Linked DNA regions of Anser cygnoides: all the other regions are linked to region 3. The links are chromatin contacts, called in public Hi-C maps. All regions are on one chromosome and are shown on one strand. The core of a region is the stretch at or near the end of the contact, and the rest is flanking DNA. Distances in the headings are between cores, read along the strand shown.

Region 1 (3,943 bases), core at 235-2,734, 530 kb after region 3:
GTGTGGGAAAATAGGAAAAATACAGAGGAAAAAAAAAATAGGTCTAGATCTAATATGTCATGGCTGGGAGCTCCAAAACAACGTTTAACAGAACAGTAGGAAACGGATTAAAAAATCCTAACCTGGAAACTCAACTTCTTTTAGTCTCATCCACGAATCTTGCCCTATAAGCTTCTGCTCCATATCTGTATTTGCATAATTACCTATTTGGATGCAATACTGTGACTTGTTCAAGCGCAGATTTACCAGAGGAATAAAATGTTCTTTAATTCACTCTTCCTCCCTTAGCATCACCTGAACTGCCTTTTATACTCTCTCGTGCTGTTCAAAACTATTCTTTCAATTATGCAAGACAAAAGAAATTATACAAAAAAAGGTAATACATGCATGAGAGCTGCTCTAATGGTAACTGATAAAGGGATAACTGATTCAGATCCCACCTGTTGAATGGGCTTAGACATAAACTGGCCTACTATATTGACATTAGTCAAAAGATTAGTTCATCTAAGAACCTTTCCTGGTAAATAGATGGTCTTATCTCGTATTAATTATAATTGATTACATATATCAATACAATGACCTTAGAAACAAGTATGCAAAAAAAAAAGTTCAGACAACTCTGTATATGTTGTGGAATCACGGAATTTCTGCTACAGAATCATGATTTTAGAACACTGATACCCAGCTTTATTTGAATTCTTTGGGCTGTGGTCAAATGATTCTTCTGACAATGATAGCCTAAAGCAAAGTTTTTGGGATTACATTTGGCAAGCTTGAAACAACCCTTTCGAGGTTCTCATTCATTAATACCACCTAACTAGGTTACTACCTAGATTATGCAGTGAGAATACCAAACAAGAAACAATTAAAGCAAAGAAAACACCAGGTTTCCAGACACAGAACTAGTACTGCAAGTGCTTCTTGCTGAATTTAAAAATCTGAGCGAAGTTTGGACACAGGAGAAGGAGGTATACCATTCAAATAACTTGCAACAGGCAGTTTGCTGGAGGGCAGGTTAGAGAAACATAAAACTGAGCTGCATCAGAAACTGGGCGCTTACTACTTTTTTTTAAAGACAATGATCACCCCTCTCCAGAATGACCAGTTTCTGAGACCTTTTCCTAAAGAAAAGAAATGTAGATTTTTTTTTTATTTGCTTTACTTTGCCTAGTCTGAAGCATCCATTGTGCTTCAATAAGCACATAACATGGACAATATAGGGGATTATGCAGTTTCTTATATCTTTATTAGCACTGAAGAAAAACAAACAAACAAACAAAAACAAACAAAAACAGAAGAAGAAACAAATACACTGTCTGAAAAGCCATACCTGTCTCCCTTTTGGTCTGGTGTAGTGTGTGGTAGAGGTCCTAGCTGATGGGTTAGCAGCACCTGTTAGCAAGCAGAATATGGCACCGTGAACAGGCAACTCTGATAGCAAGAGCGTAGTAGTAATCTATAAGAAGAAAGAAAAAAAGTTTTTCACAGATTCTGAGATTACATGTCTATCAATTTTTCTGAGTACATGGTAAATGTTACTACACCAGGAATCCTTATATTTATTAGTTAATCTGTCCCAAAGCCATGGAAGGTAATTAATGAAAAAGATAGTCAGGCATGGCTTCAGGCAGTAATTTAATATTACTGAAAATCTCTGCATGAGCAAACCCATGAACCACAGAGGAAATACATACTGTGCAAGGACACTTGTGTTCTGAAATGTGATCCCCCGTGGAGTTTTCAGATGAAGCACTTTTCCAGTGATTAACTCAGTACATTTGAATTTCATTACTTAATGTTTTAGGTGACTAGTTATTTGTAGCGCACAGAGAGGAAAACAAGTTTTCCATGAATAAAATTAGAGTAAAAGTCAGATAATGGCTAAGCCATCTCAGGTCACTCAGAGCCCCATTTCTCCCTGCTGACCTAGTAGAAAGTTCAGTGTGTGCTCTTACAGCTCTTTTGATAACTATGTTATACTTGCCTTACCTTCTGCTGACAATAGCTCCATGCTAGTTATATAGAACTCATTTCCCTTACCGGTACATCCCTTCCTACAGGACTCAATAAAGATCAGCAGAGGAATGTGTGTGTGGCATAGGCATACCAGAATTTTAACATGTGCTGAAAATGCCCCAGTTGTACCAGCCGTTACAGTGGTATAACAGTCCCCTGCTTCAGGACCCTGCATGCTCAGTGCTTCCAGTCAAAGGAGCTCTTGTTGATTTTATAAAAGATGAGAGCCCTCAAAGCTGCCTTGCAGGTGCTGCAAGGAATGTGCTTGGCTCATGCTTCTTCAAGACTTGGGGAGAGGCAGAACGTTATTTGTCTCTCTCCTAGTCTGTTGTTAAACAAGAATCAACTAAGACATCTGAGGTATTCATCAAATTAAAAGATCTCTTCAGAGAAATCCATGCGAGATAGTGACCGCTGGATGTTTATTTTCTTTGCCAAGAAGTGACTGGCCCTGCTATACTTCTGGGAAAGCAAAATACCAAGGATTAGATAATGAGACTAAATTTCAACAAAGAAATTCAGGAAAAGGTTAGATAAAAATAAAATTAAATTTCAAAACTTTGTAATTGTCTCTTTATTGCACTGTCAATCTTCTTTCTAAATTCACCAGGCACTGGATTTGGTCAGATATGCTACATCACAATGTAGTTTTACTCTCTATCAGAATGTGGTATTTTAAACCCGTGTATGTTCTTTTAGTTCAGCAGTATTTTCACGGGTTGCCTTTCCCTTTTAGAGATCAAAGACAAAATTCAGACTGCACTGACAAACTCAATTCTGGATTACATATGGATATGAAATGGTGTTTCTGTACCATTAAACCGTTTCAGCTTTCAAGCAAAATCTTTTCCTGTTCCCTGTTGGGATGAAAAACAAGGCCTTTTGAAGTTTTATGTAAGAAAAAACAAAAACTCATGAGAGCCCAATGCACCCCCAGCTAACAGCCTGGTGGTCAGAACTGTCATTTATCTGATTTGGGCTAAAAGCTTGTGACTATGTTTGCCTTAGCCCAGGGAACATCTCTGAACACAGGGCTACTGAAATTTCCATCAGCCTCTCTATTTTTGGCAAAAATTCTGTCCCGGAGCAGAAAAGTCTTGGTAGAAGTCTAATGAAAATCAGAAAATTTGTATAAGAATTGCAATGAAGAAAAAAAATCATTCAGACTAGTCCAGCTTTTACCAGGCCTCTCACCAGAAGCAAATAATACACTAACCACAGATGGTGAGATGTTTAAAAACAAAGTAACACCAAAGAAACCCCACTAAAAACCAGAAAGGCCTCAGCTGAATGCATTTCTGGTACTTGTTCTGCCATTCTCGTATGTAATATCTTTGGCTTCCTAGTTCAATAAATTAACAGGTAGCAATTATCATATTTTCAAATGTTATCTATAAAGCTTTACAGATTTTTCTGGTGAATTTTCAAAGTATTACCAAAGGCTTGCAAAGTCAGGTGTTTAACATACTTTATATCCAAACAACAACAACAACAAATCTGGCCTTCTGACCTTACTGCTGAGGAGGTCAGGGCTGAAGGAACACCTCTGTCCTATATCAGTGCAGCCCCTACCTGAAGCTTCAGCTGTTTCTGTCCACAGTGCATTAATGCAGTACAACAGAGATCTCTTTGTAGGATACTGGTACCCAAGAAAATGAAGGTAAGGCACCTCTAGGTAACTAGGCCCTCCTAAGAGCCACATCTGTGTTTAATAAGGTGGAACACAGTGAAGTGTTTATATTTGGTGCTGCCAATATTATTTCAGGTGACTCTGGAAACAACTCTATACAAGGTTGCATGCAAGTGGTCCTGGTACCTGTGTGAAGCCAAAAAGAAGCGTATGCAGATGTACTCTGCAGAGTTGTGTCAAAGCCCTGAGGTCAGGACAGACTTCTGAGTAGAGGTTGCTGCAAAATCAAGACTTCTG
Region 2 (4,178 bases), core at 932-3,431, 880 kb after region 3:
ATACACTTACTTCACAGAAATAAGGTTTCATGGCCCACTACTTCCAGGCTGCACAGACCATTTCTTATCCCTCCTCAAAAGAAGCAATGTTCCCTTATACCTGCTGCACACATGGAGAGGCCATTAACTGCTTTTTTCAAAATGCACTGATTTCCGAGGGTTGCAGAAAGTACTGCTCCTGTGACAGTAACCTCAGATTCCTGGTAATGGTGGATTTTATAAGTGAACTTCATTGGTGCCCTCCCTGCATAGTTCTAGCTATATTTTTTTTCTTCCCCCCCATACCTCACTTTAGCCATAAAAATGGATTTATCAGCCTGTGACTGAGATAGTTTTCTCTGCAGGTAATAGCACCTTGTATTCTGCCTAGCGGGGAAAAGAGCAGAGACTAGCGATGAAAGTAAGAGTTTGAGACAGAATAACCCTGCAGTTAAAACTTGTGCATTAATATCAGCTCTATCAAGTCCAGGACCTTTGTTTTTTTCCTGCTGTGAATCTGTACAACCTCTTGGTTTTTAGGCCTGACAAATGGAGTCCTGCTCTTCAATACCTGTAACTAACAATGAGGTAGAGCTTTACAAAACCATTGTCATTAAGAGAGTCTTCAGTTCTGGCTGGGTCACAATCCTCTCAGTGAAAGCATTTTAAATGGAAAATTGCTTTCCTTCATAGCTAAATAGCATGCCATCAGCCTACAGTGCAAAAAGCACCAAAATGTTCCTGTCTGTAGGTCCAAAACCAGGCCTAATGACTTTGCTACACAGTGATGTCTCACCACAGTCATTTTGATGGTAGAAATTTCATGTGCTAAATAAATAATGTTACATTTTTTATTATTATTTATAATTGAGTGAAATAATACATACTCTGGGCTTATATCAGAGAAAAGTATTGCCAATACCATTATGATTGTACTAATATAGCAGAACTGTAATCCTCATGTGGATCTTTGTATCCCAAAATGAATGGAGTTTTTTGGATCAATTATGTAAGGAGTTTAAATTAAATTGCAAAGAAGTCATAGAGATGAAAGTAAAGCAGAAAGTCACCCTCACACTTACTGAAAGAAAAGTACAATATTAGTTTCAACTCACATTCCGTCACCTTTTTTTTTTTCCACCCATAGGAAAGTTACAATGGTACAAGCTAAAGAACTCCCAAGTTTATACCATTCCCGTATCCTGACTCATCAATCCAGAAGCTACACAGCCCATATGCACAAGTCACGGCGGCTGTACAGCTCACTTCTAAACAAATCATAAGATACTCTTATACCCATGCACACTGACACACTAAGCACAGTATAGATGTAGTCAGAAGACTAAGCTATATAAAGAGCAACTGAAAAACTCTCACATTTAATAATGACATTTTTTTTTTGTCAACCACCCTTTTCATGTATTCCAAGTTTGAAAAGAAATGTTTATAGATTTGGTTATTAAAAGTGAAGGGGGAGGGGGGAGCAGTGATCAATCTGTTAGAAACTCCATAGACATGGAAAAGAAACCAGTGAAGGAATAAAGCCTAATACAGACCAGGAATGCCTGATAATTCTCCATTTCTTCTTTGCCTGCTAATTTGATGACAACATGCTGCATTTTCCCAAAGGTCATCAAAGAATCACATTCAGCTCTCCAACAAGGCCTGCCACAACCCTGGCAAAGAGTAAGACAAATTAAAAAGATCATTTATGAACAACTGCTTTTGGTCTTACAAATACAGGAGACATCTTTATTTTTGTTATTTGGCAGAAGTAGTTCCCGGTATTTTCAATCACAACCTCAATCATTCAGCCTAACAAGGTTGAGGGAAGGTGGGAAAAGGAAATAGGACTCTATTATCATGCCCGAAACACGTAGATATTTAAGTATGTATAAAAATACATTTTATCTATATTGTATACATGTAACTAAACTTTGAGCAATGGCTCTCAACCTGCATTTAGCTTTCTATATTAAGTGTCCAAGTTTTCATCACCGTATGTAGCAAGGCAGTTTCTGTAGAGAGAAAGTTCCTGCAGCTGATGCAGTAAAGAGAAGGAAGCAACCTCTTGTGGGCAGTATGAGTCTCAGATGAAAATGAAAATAATTTAAAAAAAAAATAAAATTTTTTTTTTTAGAAACACTGGTCAATTATTAGCTAAGCTGCTGGAGCACCAGCACTCTTTGCAAAGTGACCTTTGGCCGATGGACCTGTCCCCTTTGACACTCAAGCCTGAAGACACCTCTTCTACCAACCAATCCCTGAACTGGGGGGATGGAGTCACATGTAGCTTGCTCACGGAGCGAGCACTAGGCAAACTCCATCTTCATCAGAAGTTTCATAGCTGGTGGACCATGGAGCTTCTGGTAAATGTCAGAAAATGGATAGAAGAGAACAAGGCAGCCTTTTTACCTCCTGTGTGCAATAAACTTATGTGAGTAAATGAAGGTTTTGTTTTGGTTTAATTTTGTTCTTAGATATATAAATATTCTTAGCTACCAGAGGAAGCTGCTAAAATGCATACATGGTAAAGACTAGTAAGGAACCGTAGTTCCTCTCAGGCTACAGCCAGTCATACCGCAGTTTTGAAGGACAGGAAGTAACTGAAATCTTTTTGTGGTAACTCTGCAGAAGCTGTGAAGATCAGTTTCAATATGTCTGCCTCAATTCAAAGTCTCTTGTAGGCAATTAGGCTGCTAAGGGACTTTGTGTCATGCCCTTTGACAATAACCTCATAGAAATCTGAGGAGATGGCATTGCATCCATAGACTGTAAGATTTAGCAAATAGATTCATGCTACTATATTACAACCTGGAACAGCTGCTAGAGCTGCTAAGGGTCATTCCAATATTGCAGAGGAGCTGAATCCGCAGGAGCAATCAAAACTGACAGGATATATCACATGAAGATAAGGAGAATTGAAGGGGAACAGGGCTGAAAAAGCAGGTTTCCAGGGCATTTCAGAGCTGTCAGGGCATGGTATGATGCTCTGTTCAGCATGAGGCTGAAAAGGCAACATTTCGGGGCACTGACTGACAACTTGGAGCTCTGAACTGTATCCTGAATAATTATACAGCTAATATAAGAAAAAAGTGTGTGTATTATGCAGGTTTACAGTATGCATATTGCCAGCGTCAAAGCCCATGAACAAGTTCCAGTGTAAGTGGTCCAATGTGTGGCACATTCTGGTCATGTTACCAAGGATTTCTTTTATCAGTGAACTTGAGGACAATACATTTAGTCCAACACTGCCTCTATATAAAGGTTTTCATAAGAAAGGGTAATGTACAAGAAATTACAGAAGACTGAGTTTTATGAAGAACATAAAAAGCAGATGTTTTTGCTCTTCTATATTTATTTTTCTTGCATTTGAATTTTAATGACTACAAAAAGCAAAGAATGTGCCTGTTGCCCCTACCCTGCACTGCTACTTCTAATCAAAAGCTGATTGGGCACTACTGTAGCAGTGGCAGTGATATTAATTTCCATTCAAAGCTGCAAGAGTTTGCTTTTCAAAGTAATGGTTGCAAGACAAAAATAAGGTAAGAGGTACATCCTTAGCAAGATGTCTCTGTTGAAACTACAGTTTATGTTCTAAATGAGAAATTATGAAACTTGAATCACTGCAATAGTTTCACAGTGGGAAAGAGAAGAAAATGTCTTTTTACAAGTGCTTTCATTTATTTCATTTTGGGAATGGATTTAGGAAGCATAAAAGCATAGCTATTTCTAAAGCTTACCAGTGATAGTGGTAAAGCTTTAGTATTTTAGAGCATGTGAAATATTCATTTTTTCATTCTTCATCAGTAGGATTAACCTTTTTGTTATTACTGCACTATGCTGCACAGCCTACCAGCAGCTCTGTGTAATTCTGAAGTAACTCTGGAATATGAGGTCTATCAGAGGTCAGAAAGTTACACGTATCCCTAAGTAGTTGGTGTTGATGAGTCTCCCCCATAAACACTGCAAGAAGCTAGAGTGAAACAAGGAACATTTTTTTTCATGATAAAGTTTGCATAGACTAAAAAAATATATACATATCAATTTCTCCATTGAAGCTTCAGCCTGTGGAGGAGGAGAGAAAAGCCATGTACTATATAGATTCTGAGTTTCTCACCACCTGCTCCTAGTGATATCTACATTTTTTTTAGGATTTTCCAAAAAAGCTTTAGGCAATTTTCCAAGATGTGACTAAT
Region 3 (4,238 bases), core at 1,021-3,520:
TTAAACCTTGGATCCCTTCGTTGTCCGTGACAAATTCTAGACTACAGTTTAAATTTTACTGCATTCTTCTCTGGAGGAAGGCAAGGATCCTTACTTTGCTAGTAGCCTTGTTTTGTAGATGGAAACAGCATTAGTTACGCTTCACATGCCTGTGTTTCCTGTAAATCAAATAACTACTTTTGTGAAATTGCTCTCAAATGAAGTTGGCAGTGTTGAAAACAAAGCGCTGTTCCACTTAGAACAAAATAGTTTTGTCTTTACTTCAAAACACCTTGCTCTCCAAGCAGTCTTGAAAAAGAAGGTCCTGCTCGGTAGAACGAGGCCACCAGAGATGTGCAGGAAGCATCCTCGTGCTACAGCGCTCTCCCTCCCAAGGTTTTGCAGCGAGCCCTCGGGTAAGAGCTGCATGGAATGTGTCCAGTGCTCAACCATTTCATTGTCTGAGGTACAAAAACGTTTGTCGCGCTTTCTGGATTTATTTCTCTGGGAATTTGGAGTCGGCTGTGATGTGAAAATGAGACGTCAAAAATAAATACTTATTTTAAAAAGGATTTATGTTCTTTCAGTCGAGGGCTATGATTTTACATTTGGTCTGGTCATAGCTGGGCATAACCAAAACAAAGCTGTAAGTCGATATATGTAGTTACTCCAGTCCCCTTGGAAGAGTTACAGAGTTATGTGCCATACGCGATTGCTCACTTTCAGCCTCGCGGCTCGCAGCTGCCCGTTGGCACAGCCTCGCTGCGCGGCTGGGTGACGATGCAGCGAGCACGCGGCGCTCGGAGGGCTGCAGGCTCTGCCGTGCTGCCGGTCTCCGGGAGGTGGCAATGCAACACAGTGCAACGCAGCGCGGCTCTGCAGCCGGTGTCAGCTCCTGGCCGGGCTCTTCACGAAGAGCGACCGTCCTGGTCTGCCCATGGCATCCCAGTCGTGTCGCCGACTCCTTGTGACGGCGTAAGTTTGGGGAGGAATCTGCTGTAAACCACGATAAGCTATCGAATTGAGCCCAACGAATGTGTGCAAACTACACTAGGCTAACTCACTCTAGGCAAAAACTCACGTCTGAACAGAAGTGGAAGTACTCGCTGTAGGTTTCCAGGATTCGAGATTACTTATGTAAGTAATTCACAATGCAACGTGAGACTTCGCACAGCAAAAGGAGAGTGTTAGAATCCGACATGGAAACTTGTTTTTTTAGGATATGTGTTATCTAATGCAATAAAGCCATGCTGTGAGCTAGCCTGGAAATTAATTTGTTGGCATCTGTTTGCAGCTCCTGGGCAAAGAGTAGCCCAGGTTACGTCTGGAAGCTGTTTTTAAGAGTAGTCAGGGGCCACACAACTGTTTGACAGCTGCCTGTTAGCGCAGCTCCCAGCTTTTGGGACTGGTGCAGCAGCAAATCTGGCAGGACAGGGACCTGTGAGTACCAGAAGGACGGCTCGGTTCTGTGCCCTCGGTTATTTCAGCAGTGAGCGTAAGGCTACCTGGTAGCCCTGTTTTTTGTGCTTTATTGGAAAGAAGTTGAAGCGTGTGTGCAGTTTTACATTGAGCGACGGGCAACTCCAGACGCAGAGCAGTGTAGCAGTAGGTCCACGGCGACCGTAAAACCCGAGTAACCCTGCGAAGCCGTGAGGGCTGGGTTAAGGGGTGCAGGAGCCGGCCCCAGGGCGCAGCGCTGCTCGCCGTGCTCTGAGCGCGGCCGCGAGCAGGGCTCCTCCTCGGCTCGCGGCGAGCAAACGCGGCGCTGGGCGCTAGCACAGCGCAACGGGGCCCGGGCTGGTTTGTAACCGCTCCACCAGGAGCTCGGCGGGGCGGCAGGGGGCGGCACAGCGCCGGGCACGGCGAGGAGGGGGGGGGGTGGGGGGGGAGAAGCAGCGCGCTGCGGGCAGCCGGGAACGAGCCCGCCCGGCCCCGGGGCGGCCGCGGGCTTTTGTCTCGGGCCCATTACGTGGCACAAGCGGCGGCGGCTGAGGAGGAGGAGGAGGAGGTGGAGGAGGAGGAGGAGGAGGAGGAGGAGGCGGCTCCGCGCCGACCCGAAATGGCGGCCAGCGCCGGCCCCGCCGCGGGGCGGGGCGAGGCGGGCGGCGGGCGGGGCGCTGGGCCCCGGCGCCTCCCCCCCGTGCCTTGGCGGCGGCGTTTATATGGGGGCGGCGCGGGGCCCCGCCGAGCTCCCGCCGGTCGCCCGCTGCCCTGCAGCCGCCGCCGCCGCCCCGGCCCGGCTCCCGCCGCCCCGCCGGGAAGGAGACGGGAGCGTTTCGGATCCGTGAGCGGCCGGCACCCCCCTACCCTACCCCACCCCGCCCCGCCGCCGCCACCTCCCGCCCAGTCGTGGCTTTTGCAAACCCTCCGAGGGGAGCGGGATCTTTCGGTCCTTCCTGCGTTTCCGACCATTACAGGATCTAGCGATGTCTACGACGCTGTTATCGGCCTTCTACGACATCGACTTCTTGTGCAAGGTAAGGGCCGGGCCGGGGCGCGGGGGGAGCCCCGCAGGGGGCTGCGGGGCGGCTTCGCGGGGGTCGCGGGGCGCCTCCGTGCCCCCGTCCCCGTCCCTGCCCCGTCCGCGGCTCCGGGGCCGTGCCCGGGGCGGCGCGGGCTGGCGGTCGCCCTGCAACCCGCCTCTCTCCGCTCTCTCCTCCTCCTCCTCTTCTCCCGCTCCCCGTCCCCCCCTTCTCCCGCCCCGCTCGCAGACGGAGAAGTCCCTGACCAACCTGAGCAGCATGCTGGACAAGAAGGCCGTGGGGACCCCGGTCACCCCCCCCAGCTCCAGCTTCGCGCCGGGCTTCCTGCGGCGGCACTCGACCAGCAACCTGCCGGCCCTGGCCGGCGGCTCCAAGTTCCCCAGCCCCACCGGCTCCAGCTCTTCCTCCTCCTCCTCCTCCTCCTCTTCCTCCTCCTCGTTCGGCAGCCTGAAGGAGACGGGCTCCGGCGGCGGAGGCGGCGGCAGCAGCAGCCCCACGGCCCTGCTCAACAAGGAGAACAAGTTCCGGGACCGCTCCTTCAGCGAGAACGGCGAGCGCAGCCAGCACCTCATGCAGCAGCTCCAGCAGCAGCAGCAGCAGCAGCAGCAGAAGGGGGGCGGCTCCGGCGGCGGCGGGGGGGCCCCCATCAACTCGACGCGCTACAAGACGGAGCTGTGCCGCCCCTTCGAGGAGAGCGGCGCCTGCAAGTACGGCGAGAAGTGCCAGTTCGCGCACGGCTTCCACGAGCTGCGCAGCCTCACCCGCCACCCCAAGTACAAGACCGAGCTGTGCCGCACCTTCCACACCATCGGCTTCTGCCCCTACGGCCCCCGCTGCCACTTCATCCACAACGCCGACGAGCGCCGCCCGGCGCCCGGCGGGGGCACGGCCGCCGCGCCGCCCGCCTCGGCCGCCCCCCCGCACCACCACCACCACCACCACCACCAGCACGCCCCGCACCCCGCCGGCAGCACCGGCGACCTCCGCGCCTTCGCCCCCCGTGACCACCCCCTGGGAGGCGGAGGAGGAGGCGGCGGCGGCGGCGGCGGCTTCGGGCACCCCCGCGGCGGCGGGGGCAGCGAGCGGCCCAAGCTGCACCACAGCCTGAGCTTCTCCGGCTTCTCCGCCCACCACCACCACCACCACCCGCACGCCGCCGCCCCGCCGCCCCCGCCGCCCCCCGGCGGCCGCCTGGACGCCGCCGCGCTGCTGGAGAGCCCCGGCGGGTCGCGCACGCCGCCGCCGCCCGCCTCGGCCTCGTCGTACTGCGAGGAGCTGCTCTCGCCGCCCTGCGCCAACAACGCCTTCGCCTTCTCGGGCCAGGAGCTGGGCAGCCTCATCGCGCCCCTCGCCCTGCACACCCCCAGCTTCGCCGCCGCAGCCGCCGCCGCAGCCGCCGCCGCCGCCTATTACCGCTGCCAGCAGCAGCAGCAGCAGCCCCCGCCGCCGCCGCCCCCCGGGGGGGGCTGCCCGCCGCCCCCCGCCTCGCCGCCCTTCAGCTTCCAGCCCCTGCGCCGCCTCTCCGAGTCGCCCGTCTTCGACGCGCCGCCCAGCCCGCCGGACTCGCTGTCGGACCGCGAGAGCTACCTGAGCGGCTCCCTCAGCTCCGGCTCCCTCAGCGGCTCCGAGTCGCCCAGCCTGGACTCGGGCCGCCGCCTGCCCATCTTCAGCCGCCTCTCCATCTCCGACGACTAGGCCGGCGGCTGCTGCTGCTGCTGCTGCTGCTGCTCCCGCTGCGCCCCCCGCCGCCGCCCCCGGGCCGGCCCCGCGCCCCCC

The links. A called contact is a pair of places that touch in the nucleus more often than the background predicts.
Region 1: a Hi-C map of liver shows a contact between it and region 3, with 1.7 times the contacts expected there. The contact joins the enhancer-like site here to the promoter of ZFP36L2 in region 3. A contact is called at or near these places in 2 of 7 Hi-C or Micro-C datasets (granulosa cells and liver).
Region 2: a contact with region 3 is called in a Hi-C map of liver, with 6 times the contacts expected there. The contact joins the promoter of HAAO here to the promoter of ZFP36L2 in region 3. A contact is called at or near these places in 4 of 7 Hi-C or Micro-C datasets (fetal liver, granulosa cells and liver).

The regions. Positions count from the first base shown.
Region 1 is chr3:27,618,487-27,622,429 of Taihu_goose_T2T_genome, reverse strand. No RefSeq gene overlaps it. Among named protein-coding and RNA genes, the nearest start is that of TRNAI-UAU, 340 kb to the right of the region's middle. Within about 2 kb of position 1,484, at least 1 of the 3 cell types and tissues checked has open chromatin away from gene starts, as enhancers often do. A contact at or near this core is called in liver, where this site is marked.
Region 2 is chr3:27,270,294-27,274,471 of Taihu_goose_T2T_genome, reverse strand. It overlaps HAAO (3-hydroxyanthranilate 3,4-dioxygenase), which reads left to right and starts at 2,181. Exons shown (of 10, transcript XM_013173874.3): 1 at 2,181-2,416. The coding sequence starts at 2,187.
Region 3 is chr3:28,148,815-28,153,052 of Taihu_goose_T2T_genome, reverse strand. ZFP36L2 (ZFP36 ring finger protein like 2) reads left to right here and starts at 2,270. Exons shown (of 2, transcript XM_066993785.1): 1 at 2,270-2,456; 2 at 2,691-4,238. The coding sequence starts at 2,406. The coding sequence ends at 4,157. THADA (THADA armadillo repeat containing) reads left to right here. Exons shown (of 39, transcript XM_066993773.1): 39 at 1-551.